Linked DNA regions of Gossypium hirsutum: region 2 is linked to region 1. A link is a contact called in public Hi-C data. All regions are on one chromosome and are shown on one strand. The core of a region is the stretch at or near the end of the contact, and the rest is flanking DNA. Distances in the headings are between cores, read along the strand shown.

Evidence for each region. A called contact is a pair of places that touch in the nucleus more often than the background predicts.
Region 2: a Hi-C map of hypocotyl shows a contact between it and region 1, with 3 times the contacts expected there. The contact joins the promoter of LOC107897574 here to the promoter of LOC107897578 in region 1. A contact is called at or near these places in 6 of 34 Hi-C or Micro-C datasets (anther, callus, hypocotyl and 2 more).

The regions. Positions count from the first base shown.
Region 1 is chrA10:21,256,773-21,261,526 of Gossypium_hirsutum_v2.1, forward strand. It overlaps LOC107897578 (homeobox-leucine zipper protein HAT5-like), which reads right to left and starts at 2,940. Exons shown (of 4, transcript NM_001326850.1): 1 at 2,904-2,940; 2 at 2,640-2,773; 3 at 2,017-2,256; 4 at 1,260-1,613. The coding sequence starts at 2,940. The coding sequence ends at 1,260.
Region 2 is chrA10:21,418,959-21,423,712 of Gossypium_hirsutum_v2.1, forward strand. LOC107897574 (serine/threonine-protein kinase BLUS1) reads left to right here and starts at 1,882. Exons shown (of 22, transcript XM_041078971.1): 1 at 1,882-2,311; 2 at 2,726-2,804; 3 at 2,903-3,307; 4 at 3,437-3,691; 5 at 4,127-4,251; 6 at 4,379-4,423; 7 at 4,537-4,618; 8 at 4,731-4,754. The coding sequence starts at 3,140.

The DNA.
Region 1 (4,754 bases), core at 1,690-4,189:
TCCACGTGCCTCTTTACGTGTCCGTAACATCTCACAGCAAGCAAATTTTTGACAGGGCGAGTCTGGCGAACCTCAAACCATGATGAAATGACAGACTTTACATAAGATAACCTTGGCTAGATATACATGGAATGCTCAGACTTATTGATTACTCAACTATTATAGAGAGTCATATACTATAACGTCACATCGCCATCACTACAAGGAAACAAAATGTGATATCATTGTTAGTATACTTTAGACACGTAGATATTTTGGTCCTCTATATATAAACCCATTATAACACAAGAGAGAAGTCCAAGACACAACATCCCTCTTTTCTTATTCTTCATTCTCCTCCTATCTTAAGTAAAAATCATACAGATTTACTATCCAATGGCTCTTTACCCTAACTAAGGGTGAACCACCATCAGAACAACTTGCTTCTCTTCATTGTTAATCTCACTAATAAATAAGTTGTATTTCGAATGAATTCTTGATCATTCCATCTGATTTTAAAATTGTCGGATTTTGAAGAATGAAGCGTTAATCTACATGTTTTATGATTATTATTATCCTTTGGTGAAAAGAAATTTGATATTCTATTTTTTTTAGTATAATTTAATACACAAATAAAAATAAATTTAAACTATGAATTTATTTATTATCTGATCTCGGATTGAACATCTATTTCCGGTCCTAATTTTGAGTCAGGGTAATCTAGATAGATACATGTGATCATGCATTAATTACTACAAATCAAATGCAAATTTACACCAAGCTACTGATTTCATATCCTGGTCATGAGTTGATTTCTAGTCCTCATTACATTAAAGTGAGGCCCTGCTTGTTTTCATTTGAGAAAAGACGACTGATTTGATTTTATATATAGAAAGATTGAAGATTGTTTAATTATGAGCTTTCCAAATGATAAAATTGAATATTGGAGAATCACTATGGTTACCCCTTGAGTTCATGAAGAGTTACTCGCACATAATCTTCATATTTGTTTGATTGATTGTGTTTATGTTAGCTTTAAACCGAAGTAATATAAATAAGCTGAAAACAAGAGAGGAAGGAGGTGATGTAAAACTTAAACATATTAGTATTATTATTATTCCATTGACTTTAGACTATATTTCATCCATATACTTTACCCTATGTACCGGGTTTCTGACATCACTTGTATTTTTGGTTATTTTCAACTGTTGTCTTGATTCAACGCATGACATCCATAGCATGAAACACTAGAGAGATATTTTTTTGCAGGATCCTTTAGGTTAAGACCAGGCCCACAATCCTAATGCCTCCTGCTCTGTGGTTGCGAACACATCGGAGAAGTAACTCCCGCAATTATCACTGCCATCCTCATCTTCCGACTGAACCCCATCGAAAGGGCCAATGCCTCTGGAGTATTCATCGCTTGGAAAGTAGGAATTGCCGCTGTCCACCAGCTGTGGGGCATCCTCATCCACCACCGCGCTTCCGACACTGCCGCTACTAAGACGGTCCTCCACCTTCATACTGAATTGGAGGGCGGAGGCCATCTCAGCTGCTAACCCTTCATCCTTTTCACCTGCTATTGCTTCTGTTGCCACATCTTTGGCTTGTAGTTTTTCAGTCAAGGAAGCTACCTACATAGGACAATCAACATTATCTATATTAATATGTATATGTCAATGTTGCTACCGTGGTGATTAGTCTTTTGGGTTGTAAAATATATACACATATAACCATTTTTTTAATCTTTAGTGGGGGAATCCTAAGCATATTTCTGAAAGCACCATGGTATATTCTTCTTTCAGTTTGCTTTTGAAATCCGTCGCTGAAAATCAATGTGGGGTTAGGAATAGATGCGGTTTACATTACTACACTAACGCATGTTTTTTGAATTAGAAAAATATGGAATCTCCATTTACCAGCCAGGGCCAGGTGTCAATATATTAATAATATATTTGGAAAAGGAAAATTAGTAAGTGGCAAGTAACATGGTTAGAAATAATGTAAGACATGAATGAGTTGAAAGTGGGCAAGTACCTCAGATTTGAGCTTCTCATTTTCTTTGAGAATAGTGTCATAATTGGACTGAAGGGAATCAAAGGAAGATTTGAGGAGGTCATAGTCCCTTTCAAGCTGCTTTGTCTTCCACCTTGCACGGCGGTTCTGGAACCATACCGCCACCTGCCTTGGTTGCAGTCCTAACTTTTTGGCCAACTGGCTCTTCCTCTCCGGCTCCAGCTTGTTCTCTGCCTCAAAGCTCTTCTCTAGCAGATACACCTTCACATCCAATCACACTTATCAATTTCCTTCCATCTCTAAACCCCCAAACCCCTTTTTATTTCAAGTTTATTTGATTCCCTATGATCTCAGACTAATATCAAGGGAATTTGATTCTGATATGGTGAATATTTATCAAATCCTTCTTTTTTTTTTTTTTAAATATGGTGGAATTATGTTCCTACGGGTATCATATGCTTTATTTTCCCCTTTAAACATATAGCCTATCCTTTTACAAAACTGAAATTAAATCTAGGATTGAAATCTCTATTGTATTCCATCTGAATATCATGTTTTAATAGTAATTATATAAGTTAATCGGTGGATTAAATTTCATGTTCCATATATATTTGTTTGTCCTTGTGAGATTATCATTGACTAACCTGCTCCGACGTAAGGCGACGCTTTTTCTCGGGCAACTGCTCGTCGTAGTACTCTTCGTCGTACAAATCCTCCGGCGAGCTGAAGAACAGTCGCTTCTTTGGGTTTTCCTCCATGCTAACCATTGTTCTTGCCCCTTTATATGTATGTGTGTAAAAAAAGAAAATCTATTTAAAATCCGAACCGAGATTGTTTTCCACAAGCTTAAGAGCAACAGAAACATTTGAGATCAACTATATGAAAATAGCTTAAATAAAAAAAATCACCTCGAAAGATGGGTTCAGTGTTCCCGAGAAGCAACATGTTGCGGTGGGTAGTGGAGGGATTGAAAAAAAGACGGCCAGACTCCATTTTCTTTATACAAATTTGTCTTTCTATATCTTAAAACTTTGTGTATGTGTGTAATATTTTTGTGCCTAAAACTTTCCGGCGAGTAAAAAGACACAAAAAATTGCTGTAAAAGAAGAAAAGCAAAGATTGTACACAGATAATTTCTGTGTTTTACTTTTACATAAAAATTAAAAGATCATTAGCTTGTGGCGAAAGAAGCTAGTTGTCCACAACAACCTTGCTGGAGTCTCCAATGGACAAATACAAAATCCCATTACACTTCCCACTTACTGTTTACTGTAATCAAAGAAGAAAAAGAAATCTAATAGGAAAGCAAATTTCAAGGCTCTCAGACAGAAGAAGCTTTAGCTACGAAGAAGAAGAAGAAAAAGAAATGTTTTGTGTCGCTTCTAATTGTTTTTGTAGCTAAAGGTTCGTCGAGATGAGGCATAGGATGATTTATATATTTGATGCTTGTATGTTGAAAGGACTGAAATACCCTTTCAAAGATTCTTTTTATTTCAAAAGGAAGGGCGTTTTTGGTAATCTGAAGCAGTATTTTCTTGACCTGCTGGTGGGCTTCACTAACTTGCGCTGGGGATGTAATTGGTGTTGAATAGATCTTGACCGTTGGAATTTTTCTAATGTTTTTATTTTGACAGACGTGATGTGATCTTGGGAGCATAGTAATTTGTGCCAGAGTGTTGCATAGGTCCCATGTTTAGCGGTCGGGGAACTGTCGGATCTAGTTGACTAAAATCATATTCCACTGCTATTAACGGCTGTGATTTTGCCTGTATTTCTTTTCTTCTTAATCCTTGAATCCTAAAATAGAGGATAACCCCTGAAAATGGAATTAAGCAATAATCCAACTTTCAAAAGTCTATAATAAGAATTGATATGAATTAAATTAAGATATAACCTGCTTTAATTACTATATTCTCTAAAGAATGATAATTTCCTCGTTCTTACTATTATTTGCATGGTTATGATTATGAATAAGGAAAGTAGAAAAGAATGTGTGTATATTAGGTTTTTTTTCCTTTTCGGGCACTCATAGCTGAAAAGTAAAATTAAAAATATTACCAATACATGTGGAATTATATATATCTTTATCTTTATCTTTATTTTATTAGGATAATATTAATCAATAAATCACATCATCAATGAGATGAAGAAATTTTATTTAAATATATTAAAACCATTTAAATTTATTATTATTTTTATCTCCTATATAAATATAATTAATTACGGTAAATTTGCAGAACAAGTCCTTAAATATTTTAGGTCATCACATTTTAGTTTGGTGCCGCCAATATGTTAAGGGCACCTTTCATAACACTGTAGCAAATGTTTATTTTCGTAATTAATCTATTTTCCAAAAAAAAATTAATTAACTATTTCTTTTATATTATTTATGTAAAAAACCTATATAAAAACTTCTTTAAAATAGTAAAAAAAGAAACATATAAATTTACTATTTTCTCATCTCCCTCTCATTTTATTCTTTCGTCTCCTCAAATATATTGACAGATTTTGTTGAAAAAACTTACATCAAACTAACCATTTACTTTATTGAACTTATTATTGTCTATTAACTATTATGCAATCTATTTATTTTTCCTCTTCAAAATTGTGTTTAGACCAAAGATTTATCTAAGATTTTTTTAAATAAATAAATAAATTTCCCAAATAGCAAGAGAAAGAGGGAGATGTGTTAGTTTGATTTAAGTTTTCTATGTATTGAGAGGGAGAGGAGAGAATAATAAACTTATACATTTTTTTCA
Region 2 (4,754 bases), core at 632-3,131, 160 kb after region 1:
CAAACTTGAGTTTCCATCTTAATAGTTTACCATAAAAATCAAGGGTGAATACAATTTTTTTTCAGGGGGTCGAAATTAAATTTTAATTTTTACAATAATAAAAATTTAATTTCACCATTTGAATAGTCTCTTTATAATTTTTAAAGATTTAAATAAAATATTTATCATTTTTAAGAGATTAAAATATAATTTTACCTTTACTAATTTAAAATTTTAAAAAATTTAAAAGGCCTAAATGTATGCTTATAAAACATTATAATATAAACATTATAATTTATTTTAATTTAATTATTCTAAAATTAAAATCCTAATACCAATATTTTTTTAATATCTTAGCTAAACGTTTTTTAAAGTTACACTAATAAAATATTAACAAACCTTCCTAAAAAACAACTTATTTAGTAATGTATATATAGATTAGTATTTTGTATATTCACAATGTATTTTATATATATACTCAAATGAGAAAGATATCATTGATAAAAATATAACCAATTACAACATAAAAGTTTTAAAGCTCAAAAAGCACAAGCAAAGTTGAAAGGGTAAGCCTAGCCAAACCCAATCCCCCCAAAACCCTAGAAACAATATCTGTTGTTGCCAAGCATGGAGGGAGAAGGAGAAAGCATTGGGCCAGCATTCTTTTTCAGAAAAACTTTCAAAATAAAAAAGTATTTTTTAGTCAAAAATAAAAATAATTTTTTTTAAAATTTTTACTTTAAAATGCTTTTTAGTCCAAAAGTAATTCCAACAACCAATACTAAACGGAGACTAACCCAATAACATGCACGCTTTCAATGGAGCCATGCTAGTGGGAAATCCCAAAGAAGACACTGAAGCCACCAAAACATAGACTAGAACACCAACAGAGGAAAAGCCAAAACTGAAAAAAAACTTAGAAACTTGAGAATTACAACCACCAAAAGCAGAACGGGTGTGATGATACCAAAGTCCGTCAAAGTTTTGGTCTAGTGAAACCCTGGAGAGGTGGTAACGTCATAACACCAAAAGAGCAGAGGGCTTCACCAAATAGAAGAAAGAAACAAAATTTGTTAAAAACAGAGGCCTTAATAGAAGTTTGAATGATACGAAATAACATAGGAGAATCCATGGAGCACCAAGACATTAACAACCTGATATCGACAAAGAAGTGAAAAGGTAGGATCTTGAGTTATTATGCCCAAAAACAAACAACATGGCAAAACAGAAACGTGAGCGGCAACAACCTGAAGAGTTATTATGTCGAAAATCAATAGAAAGGGAAAACAATATGGCAAAACAGAGATGTAAGCGGTAGCCAAGAAACAAAACTTGGAAGAGATTGAAAATATAACTTTCTAAACAAAATTTACATCCTTCCAGTTTAATTCTACACAATTTTATATTTTTAATTAAAAAACCAAATTTTAAGGTAGGATCAATCATTTTTTATTAAAAAATTGAAATTAGGTTAACGACTTACATAAAAACTCCTTCTTAATTTTTTTTTTAATTTTGTAATTATTTATACTTATTATATAATTTTTTTCATACTTTATATAATTTTAATTAAAACCACTAAAGATCATAAATCCAAAGATTAAACACATATTTTAAAATTTATAAATAAATATTTTACTATTCTACCTATAATTATTATTAAATAAATTTAAAAAGTAGGGTGTATTTTAATTAATTCACTTTTAATATGTACTTGACTCTGTCCTATTTCTTCTGATATATAGTTGACAACTTTTTGAAAGTAGATCTTAAGTTTTCAAGACGAGATTTTGAAAAATCTCGGAATATGAAGTCAAATCAAATGTCGAATGAAAATAATTGAATGGCAAGTGGAGAGATGAGTCAAACACCTTACGCTTTCCTCTCTTATGTCTTATCCTTCTCGATAAGTTACAATCCGCCGCCGCAACAACGATATTTTCACCTACTAAGAGAAAAATACTAAAATCTCATCAATATCTCTTGTCCGGGTCCCACTCTAATTTCCATCGAACTTGAGCTTCCTCTTCTCTTCTTCTTCTTCTTTTTTTTTCTTTTTTACTCTGTTCTAAGCTTAAAGAAAAAAAAAGTACTTTCTTTGCAAACCGTGAAAGTTATTAGATTCGATCCGAGAAACTGAAACTTAGAGGTTTTTTTTTGTTAAAAAAATATTTAAATGATGGTATTTGTGGGACAATAATTGTCATCGCCGAATCGAATCGTGGTGTGTGTAAAGTGATTTCTTGTTTCATATCGTAATGAGTTTTTGAAGACGAAGAAATCAAAATTTGAGGCTGAAAACTGGAAAGAGAACTCTCGTATGAAAGAGGTGGTAGGTGGAACTTCCATTTTTTAATGCAATTTTTTATTATGTTTTCAGATTTAGTTGTGATTTGAATCTACTGAAACCCTAGGGTTGAATAACTTTAGCTCATGTTTTTGGGAAGTTGTTTTTGAATTTGTCTTTAGTTTTAGTGAAGTAGTGGAAATGTAGAAATCTTGGAGTGATTTTATTAATACTTTAATATCTGACAGTTAATTCATTTGAGTTTGTAGTGGTAGTTACCATTTTGGTGCTTTTTAAGTTTATTTTTTAATTTAGCTAGAATTACAATTAAATTGTCTTTTATTCATATCTGTACTTTGTTTCCCAAAAAAAAAAATGTGTTTTTGATTGGATTGTTTGGAAAAAGTGTTTGTGCTAGTAAGAATTAACAACACTCTCTTTCTTCGGCCTTTTTTACAGGTTAAGACTACCTCCTCTTGTTATTTCCCATACATTTTGGTTATTTGCTAGTTTACACCCAAATTTCAGCTGGCTTTGGGTATGACTTATTTATAGCACTTTTCTGGGTGTCCTATCTGATAGTTTGATTACAGAGTAGTTGGTGTAATATGTAAGACCTTTTTTGTTATTTACTAGGTTTTAGGGGTTTAAACTATTTCTGAATCCGAGGAAAAGGACTGTGTAAGGCAATTATCTTGATGAAGTTAGTAGCATTGGATACTGCTGTGCACTAAAGAAGAGAAGAATATGCTCCCAAATTGGAAGAAACCCCACATTGGATTGATGCTTCAATATGTAGTTGAAATATTGTTTTTGACAATTGGGATATCTAGGAGTAAAGAGGGTGGTAATGGTATGCTATAAAATGAAACAATGGAGCATCCTTTGGAGAAGCGATATCCAGTCAGCGCACAAGATTACAAGTTATACGAAGAAGTTGGAGACGGTGTCAGTGCCACTGTGTTTAGAGCTTTATGCATTCCACTTAATGAGATTGTTGCTATCAAGGTTCTTGACTTGGAGAAGTGCAATAATGATCTGGTATTTATATATATATATGTATTGCATACAAATGTATCTTATAAGTTCCATCAACCCCCCTGCATAAAATGTTGACTTCAAACATATTATTTCTGTCATATGAATGGGATTTGTTCATGAGTGATGCAGGATGGCATCCGCAGAGAAGTGCAGACCATGAGCTTGATTGATCACCCTAATCTCTTACCAGCACACTGCTCATTCACTGCTGGTCACTGCCTTTGGGTTGTGATGCCATACATGGCTGGGGGATCCTGCCTGCATATAATGAAATCTGCTTATCCTGAAGGTTTTGAAGAGCCTGTCATTGCTACTTTATTGCGTGAAGTTCTTAAAGCTCTTGTTTATCTTCATGCACATGGGCACATTCACAGAGATGTGAAGGTTTCTAATGCCCCTTCTTGTTTTATTTTTATACTATTTCTTTTATTGTCTACTTCCTCGGCTAATTTATTTTCTGAGACCAGGCTGATTAGTTATTGACCGTATTTGATTAATATACACATTGAGGTATATTATATGACAAGTAATATGAAAAGCTATGGTTGTTCTTATAATGTAATTGACAATGTGTTAGAAATGCAGGAAAATTTGTTTCTGTTCTAAATATCCAAAACCTTCTGATAATAGTAGAATGCAATTGAATGTATTAGTCTATTATTTGATTTTACTTATTATTATTGTTTCTCTGACAAGGATAATATTTGTGTTAAGTATGTGAACTGTATACAACCTGTTATCTGCCTTTGTCTGTTTTATTCCTCCTCCAGGGTTTTTTTCTCTGTTATTCTTATCTACATTCATAACTTCTATTTGCAGGCTGGGAATATTTTAATTGACTCTAATGGTGCTGTCAAGTTGGCAGACTTTGGGGTATCAGCATGCATGTTTGATAGTGGAGACAGACAGCGTTCAAGAAATACTTTTGTTGGAACTCCTTGTTGGTATTTGTTTTTCCTTGGCCATCAACTGTCTGGGATTTTAGTTATATTGATACTTTTGTTACGAAATTTGGATTTTGAGAGTTGACAATGACTTCAATGTGTCTCCTTATCATTGCTTTTATATCAGGATGGCTCCAGAAGTTATGCAGCAACTGCATGGTTATGACTTTAAGTGAGTCAGTCACTTTTCTTATCTTTTCTTCTTTTCTTTTCATTTCCTTCCATTATTTGCTTTGTTATACCTTTTTAATCATTCTGTTTCATTTTCTTCTTTCCTGTAAACAGAGCAGACATCTGGTCTTTGGGAATAACAGCTCTCGAACTTGCTCATGGCCATGCCCCATTTTCCAAGTATCCACCGATGAAAGTAAACATCTCAGTTTTCTGATTGTTAAATGAGTTTCTTATTGCATGTATTTTGTGGTTTCATTCTTTTTTTACTTCTTAGTTTGATTGTTTACTCCCATTTTTGCTGGCAGGTTTTGTTGATGACCTTGCAAAAT